Regions from separate parts of the Mus musculus genome. Here region 1 is linked to region 2. Evidence: chromatin contacts called from public HiChIP or PLAC-seq data. All regions are on one chromosome and are shown on one strand. The core of a region is the stretch at or near the end of the contact, and the rest is flanking DNA. Distances in the headings are between cores, read along the strand shown. Region 1 holds the start of Bag2 (BCL2-associated athanogene 2). Region 2 holds the start of Phf3 (PHD finger protein 3).

The links. HiChIP or PLAC-seq counts read pairs in DNA pulled down with a chosen protein or histone mark.
Region 1: a contact with region 2 is called in an H3K27ac HiChIP or PLAC-seq map of trophoblast stem cells, with 20 times the contacts expected there. The contact joins the promoter of Bag2 here to the promoter of Phf3 in region 2. A contact is called at or near these places in 8 of 39 promoter capture datasets (the C10 cell line, cranial neural crest, hippocampal neurons and 4 more), 6 of 115 datasets of contacts at active chromatin or transcription factors (embryonic stem cells, epiblast stem cells, pro-B cells and 3 more) and 1 of 9 other capture datasets (adipose tissue).

The regions. Positions count from the first base shown.
Region 1 is chr1:33,753,511-33,759,173 of GRCm38.p6, forward strand. Bag2 (BCL2-associated athanogene 2) reads right to left here and starts at 4,240. Exons shown (of 3, transcript NM_145392.2): 1 at 4,069-4,240. The coding sequence starts at 4,181.
Region 2 is chr1:30,859,862-30,865,495 of GRCm38.p6, forward strand. It overlaps Phf3 (PHD finger protein 3), which reads right to left and starts at 3,395. Exons shown (of 15, transcript NM_001081080.1): 1 at 3,126-3,395. The coding sequence starts at 3,369.

The DNA of each region.
Region 1 (5,663 bases), core at 2,990-5,489, 2.9 Mb after region 2:
CAGGACCTCCTATATCCCAGGCTGGCTTGGAACACACTTGAACTGCTGCTTCATCAGCTTCTGCCCGCTAGTGCTGGTTTTACAAACATATCCCATGCCTGGTTTATCAGTCTTGGTGATGGAACCTAGGGCTTCACGGTTACTAAGTCAGCATTCTTCACTGCTTGGCTTGTTTAAGACCATTCGCACTGTTTATCGGCTATTGCTGTACTTAAAACTCGATTCACAAAAAGTTGCCTACGTAGCTTTCCCGTTACTTTGCGATTAGTGACTGATCCTTAAATACTGCCTGCCTCCCTCTCTATCATTCCTCAAGTAGCTGGGACAGACATATATAAACACAATCTTAATACACTCAAGCGATGACTCTTCTCTTGTTGGCAAGGGGCAGTTCTGTGTGGACTGGAATCCAGGGAGCAGCTACGTGTGTTACCTGTTCAAAATGTGAAAGGACACACCCTCACAAAGCAGCTGACTGGGCAGAGCTTCTAGAAAGTTCCACATCACCTTAAGCAGGCTTTGGCAAAGGTATTGTAGAAAGAATTTTCACAAGCATAAAGCTGGAGCACCCTCATCTGGTCCCCAGCCCTCAGGTGTCTCCTGAGCCTGCCGTGGCGGTGGAAGTATAAAATGTCAGGTGCAGGCAGCCGTCCCTAAACAGCAGCGCACAAAACTGCAAGCCAACCACCAGCTGTGTGAGGAGTTACTGCTGATTTTGCGGAAATTTCCTCCTCCACACCCCACCAGACACCAAATATAAGGAGACCTCGGCTGGAGCCGAACAAAGCAAAGCAGGATTGAAGTTTAACAAGGTGACTGACCGAACTGGCTGAGAAATTCAGCACGAGTCAACCGATACTTATGACGTCAGCACACGCCGGTTTCACAGTGGCCAATCTGCACGTACTGTCATGAACACGGGCTCATTTGCCAATGACAAAATTGCGTGCTTTCATAAACAGGGAGGTGGCCGCCACTCATCTCTGTGGATTTATGCGAAGGGGGCTTTTTCTAAAACACATTCTTAAACTCATAGACCAGGCTCCATGTGAGACCCTCAGCATCCCGATACTGTCAGGAATTGGTTTTCCCAGTCATCAAAATGCTTGTATTTCATTCACTGTCAGCGTGAATGAACCACTAACCAGTAAGGCAAGGCACCTAGTCCCTCAGTTTCTTCCACCCCTATCCCCGGACAGGGTCTCATGTGTCCCAGGCTGACCCAGAACTCCTTATGTAGCCCAGGATGACCAAATCCTCACAACTCTAGGATTTGGGCTACAGGCATGAACCACTATGCTGGTTTTCTGAAGCCAGAGATCAAACCTATGTTTGTGAATGTGCTAAACAAACATCGTTCCAATTAAGACCCATCGCAGCCCAGCGCTCTCATTGCTAAAAGATAATGCCTTCCTTTCCCAGGGGCTTTATAAGGTTGAAATTACAGTGGTTGAAATTACAGTGTACACGAAAAGTGTTCCTTCTAAATTACAGACTGTTACTCCAAATTAAGTATGGTGTCAACTTGCTTCGTGGGTCCTGGAACACTGGCGCATCCGAACAGGAACCTTAAACAGTAAGAAACCAAAGCAGGCGGGTGGCCCGTTTCCCTGGCTCCCGCTGGCAGTCACCCTTTCCTGGCTGAGTGAACTGGAAAGGAGCTGCTCACTGCGGGCGGGATCGGTTTTGGGAGATGTGTAAAGAGCCAGCCTTCCAGCCCTGTCAATCATTTATCCCTCCTTGGCCAATGTCCAAACCCCAGGCCCGGAGCAGCTACTCGATAACTGGCACGTTCTAGGTCTTCAAGGTTTACTGAATCAAATGCTAAATCGATTTTCCCCTCCTTTAGTAAAATCATATTCATTCATATATCAGCTGGACAGTTTGAAAAGTGATATTCAAGACCAGGACAAATGGTGTTGGTCTGAGCAGCCGGTCTCCCCGTGTTCCTAGGCGAAGTCCACTGCTCTGGACTGAGACACACTGTATATATCTGAGCTTCAAGTTCTCATCTGTACAATACAGATAACGGTAACTCCCACAGAGACACGCGGCCTAGCCTACAGACTAATGCTAACGTGGATTATTTACAACCACTGAAAAGTACAGTATTTAGCCTCAGCATGTGCAGAGTCCCCATAGAACTGGTCATGAAAATCAGGAAAGGACAGGATTATCTTTTTAGAGAAAGCACCACAGGAAAGGAGATGTAGTAAAAAAAAAATTTTTTTTAATGTAAGGATATTTTAATGTAAAAATGTTTTTAATTGTAATATTATAAGCCATTAAAAACCAATGGCACCCTTTACCAGCTTGTAAAACTGGGCTAAACATTTAAAAGCATTTTCAATGCCCGGAAGATCAGTGCATCCTGCAGGACAGAAAGCCTTGGGTGTGGTTTCAGTCTTACAAGGGAGCAGGCTTTTGCTGTTCACAGAACCCATTCACCTGAATGGAAGATGCGCACTGGCGACAATCCAGTGATTTCCGGTAGTACCCCGTCCACTGTTGTCCTCAGACGTGTACACTAAGAAAGCTAGGGGGAAGTCACAGGAGCATCGTCCCCATTTTTAAAAAGTCTAATTTTGAATACTGTCATGCTCTGTGGCACTGTCCAGATGGCTTCTAAAAAGGGCCCCTAAGCCTTACCAGGCAGCATCTCTTTCTATTTCTTTGCCCCTTCTGACACACTTACTTCTAAGTGCTCATTACATTTTTAAGGGAGAAACAAGACTTACAGAACTCTGCAGTTACTGGTAAAGGCCTTGAACCATTAAACACAGAAATAAAACCCCTTCAGCGCAACTGTTAATAAGTAACGTAATTTAATCGCTTATGTTTGGTAGTCAGGATTCCTTTGATAGTAATCAGACACTAGAATGTCTATGCAAACTCCAGACTTTCAAGAGGCCCCCAGGAGAAGAGCAAGGACTCGGCACACAGGCTTGATTAAGTAAAGGTTCAGAACAATGACTCAGCTTGAAGAGTCACAACTTCCTGAACCCTTTCAAGAAAAAAAATCGGAGCAGTTGGGAATATACTGTCAAAGGTTAGAGCCTACCTCGCACAAGGAAACATTCTCGCCCCCTTTCACAGCGCAGGTCCCTTTGTCTCCCGGAGTTGGGGGATATAGGGTTCAGGTTTCTTTTGTGGCTACTCCACAGTCAGTGAAAGTTTTCTCACCTTCTGGCTCTTTTCTCCTAATAGTAACAGTAATGAGCGCCTCCCGTGTAACGAACACTGCTTGCATTTTTTTTTTCCTGTGCAGACACACTTCCCTGTGTTTGGTGGCTGCGTGGAGGGAGATTCATCTCCCTCTTATAATTTTGGGTCATAGTGTTCTGCTTACGCAGAACCCGGAGAAAACTAGGGAACAACGTGTGTGTCAGGGCATCTTGATAAGATTTTCATGGAACACCTGCACATGATCAAAACTTGCACAACTTTGAAGACATTAACATTTCCACCAGATACATAAGGCTCACGTGGTTAAAGCCAACCAAGTGTTCACAGCATTCGTTAGTAGTATTCATGAGTTAGAAATTTTACGACAAGGCTGTCCCCGTGTCAGAATCTTAGGGAGAGTGTGACTCCTGCCTTTGGTGTTTTCGGGCCTGCGATTGGCACTTCCAAGGTGTCAGCCGTGTCTTCTAAATGTACAACAAACACGGACAGACTGCAGAGGGCATTGCACGTGGTTGAGAGAATGAAGGATGGTATCCAACTTCGGTGTACCTCGCGCGGTCTCTCATGAGTCCGATTCTCGATGATCCCCAGGAGGGGCCGTCCTGGATACTACCACCCCCCCCTCCCTTACACTTGTATTACTATGAAGTGATCTGGGGCAAAGAAACTTACTCCAGTGTGGGGTGAGGGGGGGGGGGGCACACCAACCTGCTGCCTCCCTCCTGGAAGCAGAAAAGTTAAAGGCAGAGGGGGACCGCGCAGAAGATTCTGGAAGTTCTGCAAGCCGCACTCGCTCGCCAGTCTGCCGGGCCGGGGGAGGGGAGCCCAACCGGAGCGCGCCCCCGCCCGCGCTCGCCCCTGTGCGCGCCCCGCGGCCCTCACCTGAGCTCCAGCTGGTCCAGACTCTCCAGCAGGCGGCTGGAGCGGTCGGCCATGGAAGACGAGCGGCAGAAGCGGCCCTCGTGGGCCTTGGCGCTGATCTTCGCCTGGGCCATGAGCTCCGGGGGTCCTCGGCGTCCGCGGGCAGCAGTGGCGCGAGCCGCACGTCGCCGTCACCACGGGCGCCGCTGACGCGGACGGCACCGCCCCCACCTCCCCGGCTCTCCACCCCCGAGGCCGTGCGGCCAAACAAGGGCAGGCGCGGTCGCAGCCGCGGGCACGCCAGGGTGGGGGACCCTGCCCCGGCGCCCAGGGCCTCGGCCGGTCCTCCCAGCACCCACGGTTCACAGCAAGGACGAAGTGGGTGCAGCCCGTGAGAAGAGGAGACAATCCAGTGCACCCTAGGGCAGTCTCTACTTGTTCGACCTGTCCGGTGACCAGGCAGGCTCGGGAGAGGACAGGGAAAGCCTAGACCACAGGCTCCAAATAAGGAGAAGCCAAGTGGATCCGTGTTGTCTCCCCTTTCCAATGAAAGGATTATTACTATCACACATAACTTGTTTAAACCCTCTGCGAATGATATTCAGTAGGCTTAGATGTCAGAAGCTGCAGAGGTCAGTAGGTCTGAAATACGAAGCCGCATCTTAAAGTTGTGTTTTGTCCTCTCAGTGTACAGGGTACAGAAAATGGGAAACAAAGTACATTTACATCCTTTACCCAGAACTCAAAGCCATTAGATTACTGAACAGAGACAAGCCCCTTAAGTACAGTTTCTAATCCTGTCCCCACCACACCCCGAACACATCTTAATACTAATAAACGGTGGATTATCTTGGCTTCATTAAACACTGTCATCTCACGATACAACCGTGAAATCTGAACATTTTGTGGACATCTTGAAAGTCTGAACTTGGGCAGGTCTCAGGTCTAATGCTCCTCTGGAGGCTGACAAGTTGTGTAACGTGGGCCAGGGTGGATTCAAGGCTAGGCTGGGTAGCTTCAGCAAGTGTCAAAGGAAAAATAAAAGTGGCCGCAGACATAGCTCTGTTAGGTTGGCAACGAGGCCAGGCAGATGTGGTGGTTTGAATGAGATGCCATCTGTGCTCTCTAGCACTTGAACACTGGGGAGGCCTGGGTGTGGCCTTGCTGAAGGAAGTGTATCACTCCCCGTGGGCAGGTTTCAGAAGACCAAGCTATTCCCAGTGTCTCTCTGCCTCTGCTTGGGTTTGAGATCTGAGTGCTCAGGACATGTCTCTGCAGCCATCATAGACTCAGACCCTCTGTATCTAAGTCCAATTAAATGCTTTCTTTTACAAGTTGTCTTGGTGGAGGTGTTTTATCACAGCAGTAGGAAAGTAACTAAAATGGCAGGGATCTTCATATGTTTGTTTAAATGTCTCCACACGTTGAACACGCACAGAGGCATCTCCAGTCTAAGTTACTACGGATATGCTCCTGTCTAATGACACGCCTATGCTCTTTTCCTTATATAAATTATGACTTTAAACTGAGCATGCTTTGGAATAGGCATGTTCCTTCATGAATATGTACAGGATTCCTGAAAGAAAAAAAAAAAAAATCCCTCAGTGCTACCTGAG
Region 2 (5,634 bases), core at 2,145-4,644:
GGTAAGGGGGACTTTTGGTATAGCATTGGAAATGTAAATGAGCTAAATACCTAATAAAAAATGGAAAAAAAAAAAAAAAAAAAGAATAAAGTAATGAGAAATTTGTCAACACAAGTCTGTCTCCAAGAGGATGTGTTCGATCATCACACACTGTGTATAAGTACTGAAACCACATTAATCTATGAATATGCATAAATATGCTAATCTTACAAAGAAACTGCCAAAAGTGGTACTAAATCATACTACTGCTAAGAAACTTCCAAGTCACTATAAACCCAGCACCCTGCTCAGAAGTAAATTAGCACAAGCAAAGATTTTGGTGCGACAGGATCTTTCTCTGTGTACCTAAGTGGACTGGAATTACCATCTACGCCAGTCTAGCGTGGAACTCCTGACGATCCTCCTACCTCAGCCTCTCAAACACTGAGATTACAGGCATGAGTTTCTATAGACAGCAAAAATACAAACCACCAAACTCTGTCAACAACACAAGAAATCTCTAAAGAGCCACAGAGACAACCAGGTTCAGTAGAGCAGAGAAAAAGATATTCCACTTTCTCCACTTGCTATTTTTACAGCACTTAAAAAACTGGAAAGCTATAAAATAACCAGTCTACAGTCGTCACTGTCCTGAGAAATACAGACAGAGCATTTCTGTGCCTGCTTACCTCCCAGCAAGACCATAAGTCACGCTCATAACAAAAAACTCAAAGTAATTTATAAAGAGGTGGAAAAGTTACTCTCCATAAGGCATTTTCATTAGATTCTAGTTAAGAGTTCTTCTTTGAAACTCTCCTAAATTTAGTATTATTCCAAAATAAAAATTAAAAAATGTTTTCCATTTTGGAATCATTAGAAAACCAGTGGGTTTTTGACTAAACCAACAAGCTCAAAGGACAAAAAGAGCCATGAACCAAATCCCCTAACTGCTTGGCAAATAGTGAAATTTAAACAATCCTAAAAGGGGCTTTACTGTTTCTGTAATGTCTTTCCGATTCTCCTGCATGACTTAAAAAGTATGTATCATACACATATGAATATGAAAGTTCATTCTATAGACCTAAGGTAAATACAGCCAACAATTTAATGAGAATATTTTGACTAAGCATTATTAACAAGTATAATACAATCTTCAAAAATACATATTTCAAGAAAGGAATTTTATCACTTTAACTAGAAAAGAAACATTCCCTAAAACTGAAGCCTTTTTACATCAGTAAAAAATTTTACATCAACAGAAATTATCATTTAAAAAGATATCTCATAGAGTCAACAGAAATACTAAGATTACTAATGAGTCAGAGTTTTGTAAGTACAACTGTCAAGTAAAATGCTAACCATACTGATTCCAGATCCTTCCAAACATTATCAGTGGTGACTGTAATTCCAACATGTGCACAGGTATGAAATGGTTTTCCTGATTGTGGACTAAACCAGACAATTGTATATGGAAAAACAAAGGTTATCAAAGTACTTAACAGTAAAGATATGTAACTACCCACAGACACAGGCATCAAAGTTTAAAATAAAAGTTGCATAGCCACATAAACAAAATAATTGTAAAGTGTTAAAACACTTATAATACAAGTAACAAAATGACCTATGCGATAACAACACAATACAAATCATTTCAGAGATACACCAGTAACAACATGTCAATTCAAAACACTTGAGTATTAAGGAGTGACTGAAATGTGTCCTAGTAACCAGTGTTGAGGTCTTCAGGCAGCATGATCTGAGTCAATGGCAATCCAGACATTCGAAAAATTCAGTTACTATATAAATTTAAAATACTGGACAAAAATATTAAAAACAAATAGCAAAGACACTGAAAACATATTTCAGGAGTAGTCTAAAGTCATTAGCACAAACCAGTACCACATAAACCTGTGAACTACTCTGGGAAGGAGTCAGGGGTTCTCTTGACTTTGAGATAGGGTCTTAATATGGAACTCAGGCTGGCCATGATCTTAAAATCCTCCTGCCTCAGCTTCCCAAGTGCTGGGATTATGGCCATTCACCATTATACCCAATTCTAAAGACACTTCATTAAAAATACTTGAGCCTGACAGAAAGTTACTCCTTACTCTTTCAGCTGCTTCAACTACAGACTAGAGCACTGCCTTCTAACTGTTCAAAGCACATGAGTGTTTCAATGTCTGAGAAGTCACTTACATAAACTACAGGCTAGGCTCAGACCTGATGGGTTATTTGCCTGGCATGTGCAAGGCCTTGGGTTCAATCTCAAGCAAGTAAACAAATAGGTAAATCCCAGTAGAAAAGGTAAGCCAGGCACACAGTAATCTACTCAGGCAGAAGGGTTGTATGAGCCCAGGAAGTGGAGGCTAGCCTGAGGCAACGCCTGAGACCCAGACAGCCTCATACAAAGAATTTTGTATAAAATAGGCAAATTAGTTTTCATCATTCATTTAACCAAATAGCTTTAAAATTATTCTAAATTATTTTAATTATTTAAAATCATTTACCACATAATGAAGAAGTTAATAAGATACTTTGCAATCTTTCATATCAAATATCCAAAATTTAATGTGCACTTTACAGCACATCTCAACTGAAACTAAATTAATTCACGGTAATATTACACATGGCTAGTAGTTACTGTACAGAACAACATAGTTTTGGGTCTGGCTTTGCAATAGACATACAAAGTATCAAAGTCTCTGTGATTAGAACCAAGAAAACGATGAAAGCTGAAGACGTGTCACCTCAGCTTTCATTCCTCACTCTAGCAGGCCCTGTATGGCACTGTCCCATTTGCCAGACAACCTCTTTTTCCAGCATGAGTCCCAATTTTCACATGTTCTAAAGACATAATTATTAATAGCAACCCCTTTCCTCCTCACAAATATCCCACTCTGATGTGCCAAGTTACCTGGTCACTCTACCTACATCTATAACATCCTTGACAATAACTCTGTACACTGTTTAGAAGAAAATGTAGTTGAAATTCTCTAAACTGATGCCTAGAAAAGAGACTCTAAATTTAAAGGAAAGAACCCTAAATGCACTACACTCATTCTTAAAAAAGAAAAGGAAAAAAGATGCTGCTGAAAAGTCTTTATTTTAAATTGCAGACTTAAAAAAAAAAAAAAAGTAAGAATTACCTGTTGAACAAGGCATCTGGAAATTGGGATCATTGCTATCCAAAACAGGCAAACAGAACTGGTTACTTGCAGATCCTAGCATAGGATCCTTATCGCTGAGCATGTTCTTCAGCGAGTCCTCTAAGACATTTTGACTTGTACTAAAATCCTCACAGACTTCATTCTCCAGGTTGGATCCTAGAAATAGGGCATCATCTAAGTGTTCAGTAGGAATTAAATGATTAAATGTATCAACTATATCCATGAAGACTTCTGTGTGTCTTTCAACCCTATAGAAAGACAAAAAAAATACCATAAGAAATAAAGCTATCAATTGAAAATAATCACCTAATACCAAATTATCTTAATAATTTTGAATCTAAGAACACACTTCTGAATTTGTTGTTCAAAAAAACCCTCACTGTTTTTTAGAACATACATTTGGAAACATGGATCAAATTTTTACTGAATGACCTTTCTTTACCATGCATATAGGATAATATCTTACCAGAAATCCTACTAAATGTCTTACTAAATTTTTTATTTTTAGAATTATATAGTTCATTGTTTTGACATATCTGAAAGAATTGTTTCAACCATAAGACTGTGTTTTAACCATAACATTTTCATAAAGAATAAAACAATGCTTTTACAGTGAGTCCACATAAAATAGCTAAAATTCAATTACTTAAATTATGGTCCACAACTATTAAAAACCATAGAGTAGCCTTGTTTTATTTACAAAGCATTAAAATTATTCACAAATAACACAGAGAGACAATTCCCCCCCCCCCCCCCGTGGAATTAAAGAAATATTAACTAAACCCAAGAAAGCACAAGTTTATATACACATGCACAAAGCTGTGCACACACTTTCTCCATGGGTCTTCTTGTAGGAGAAAACAAGATAAATGACAAGAAAACAATCACATCATATACTGAAATTTATTTTAGTGAGTTATGTGGGACTTACACACATGTCCAATTAGTCTACCAACACACAATTTTACCAACACACAAGCATTCAGTCAAAGTTATTCCAAGGATATTTCAAGGAGCCTCAATTATCAAAAACAATCATTTTTATGAATGATTTTAGATAAAATTAAACCAGTTAGAAAATCACACTGATCACCTACAATATCTTGTGCTCTACATTTTCAAAGCTTTTTACAATAACTCTAAATCTACCAAAACTTTCTTAACCTGGCTTAAAATCTCCCTGCTTAAAAATGAGAGGAATAGAGAAAGTACCCAAGGAGCTAAAGGGATCTTCAACCCTATAGGTGGAACAACATTATGAACTAACCAGTACCCCTGAGCTCTTGACTCTAGCTGCATATGTATCAAAAGATGGCCTAGTCGGCCATCACTGGAAAGAGAGGCCCATTGGACACGCAGACTTTGTGTGCCCCGGTACAGGGGAACGCCAGGGCCAAAGGGGGGGAGTGGGTGGGTAGGGGAGTGGGGGTGGGTGGGTAAGGGGGACTTTTGGTATAGCATTGGAAATGTAAATGAGCTAAATACCTAATAAAAAATGGAAAAAAAAAAATGAGAGGAAAAGCTGGGTGAGATGCTGCACACCTGTAAGCCCGGGAGTCGGCAGGGTCAGGCACCTGAGGCCAGCCTGGCCCACGAGCTAAATTACTGTCTAAAAAAGGGAGGTGCTGTGGAGTTCCCATAGAAAGCTACTGAATACATATTATATGCAATACTTTGGTAAGCATTTCATCTGCATGTGTATAACTTAATCCTCAATGATAAAAAGAATTCGATAATATACTCGTTTAACAAGGAAAATGTAGTTAAATAATTGAAAGGCCTTCCTCAAAGTCATCCAGTTCCATAGTCCATACCTAAATACCTACTCACACTTTATACTGAGCTTAGGCGCTACAAAGACTTGACTCACTGAAGGCTGTTGAAAAACAATTTCTCAGCCAATTAGTGACTGGGGCTGAAGATAAGGACGAAAGACTGAAGAATAAATGCAAAGTTAAAGGAATGACAGAAATGTCCTAAATCTTAATTATTGTAATAGTTTAGAAATAGCCTATCATTCTTCAAATGGAAGAAGACCACGAATTCAGGGCTAGCCTTGGCTACATAAAGATCCTGGCCGGGTGTGGTGGCTCACGCCTTTAATCCTAGGACTCGGGAGGCAGAGGCAGGCGGATTTCTGAGTTCAAGGCCAGCCTGGTCTACAAAGTGAGCTCCAGGACAACCAGGGCTACACAGAGAAATCCTGTCTGGAAACACCCCCCCCCCCCCAAAAAAAAAGATCCTGAAGGCAGCCTGGGTCAATAAGACCCTGTTTTAACAACATATTTCCCATGTCAAAAGTGAGCGATTTGAGAGAGAGAGAGAGAGAGAGAGATACAGAGGAACAGAAGGATTAAGCACACTAAACTCCTTAATTTTCCAGTACGGTTCTTCACTAGACTTCGGAAACACTGTCAAGATCCTATGATCCAACACTAAGAAAGACTGTGTATAATAAATAAGGTTGCGTTTCTTTAACAATATTTTT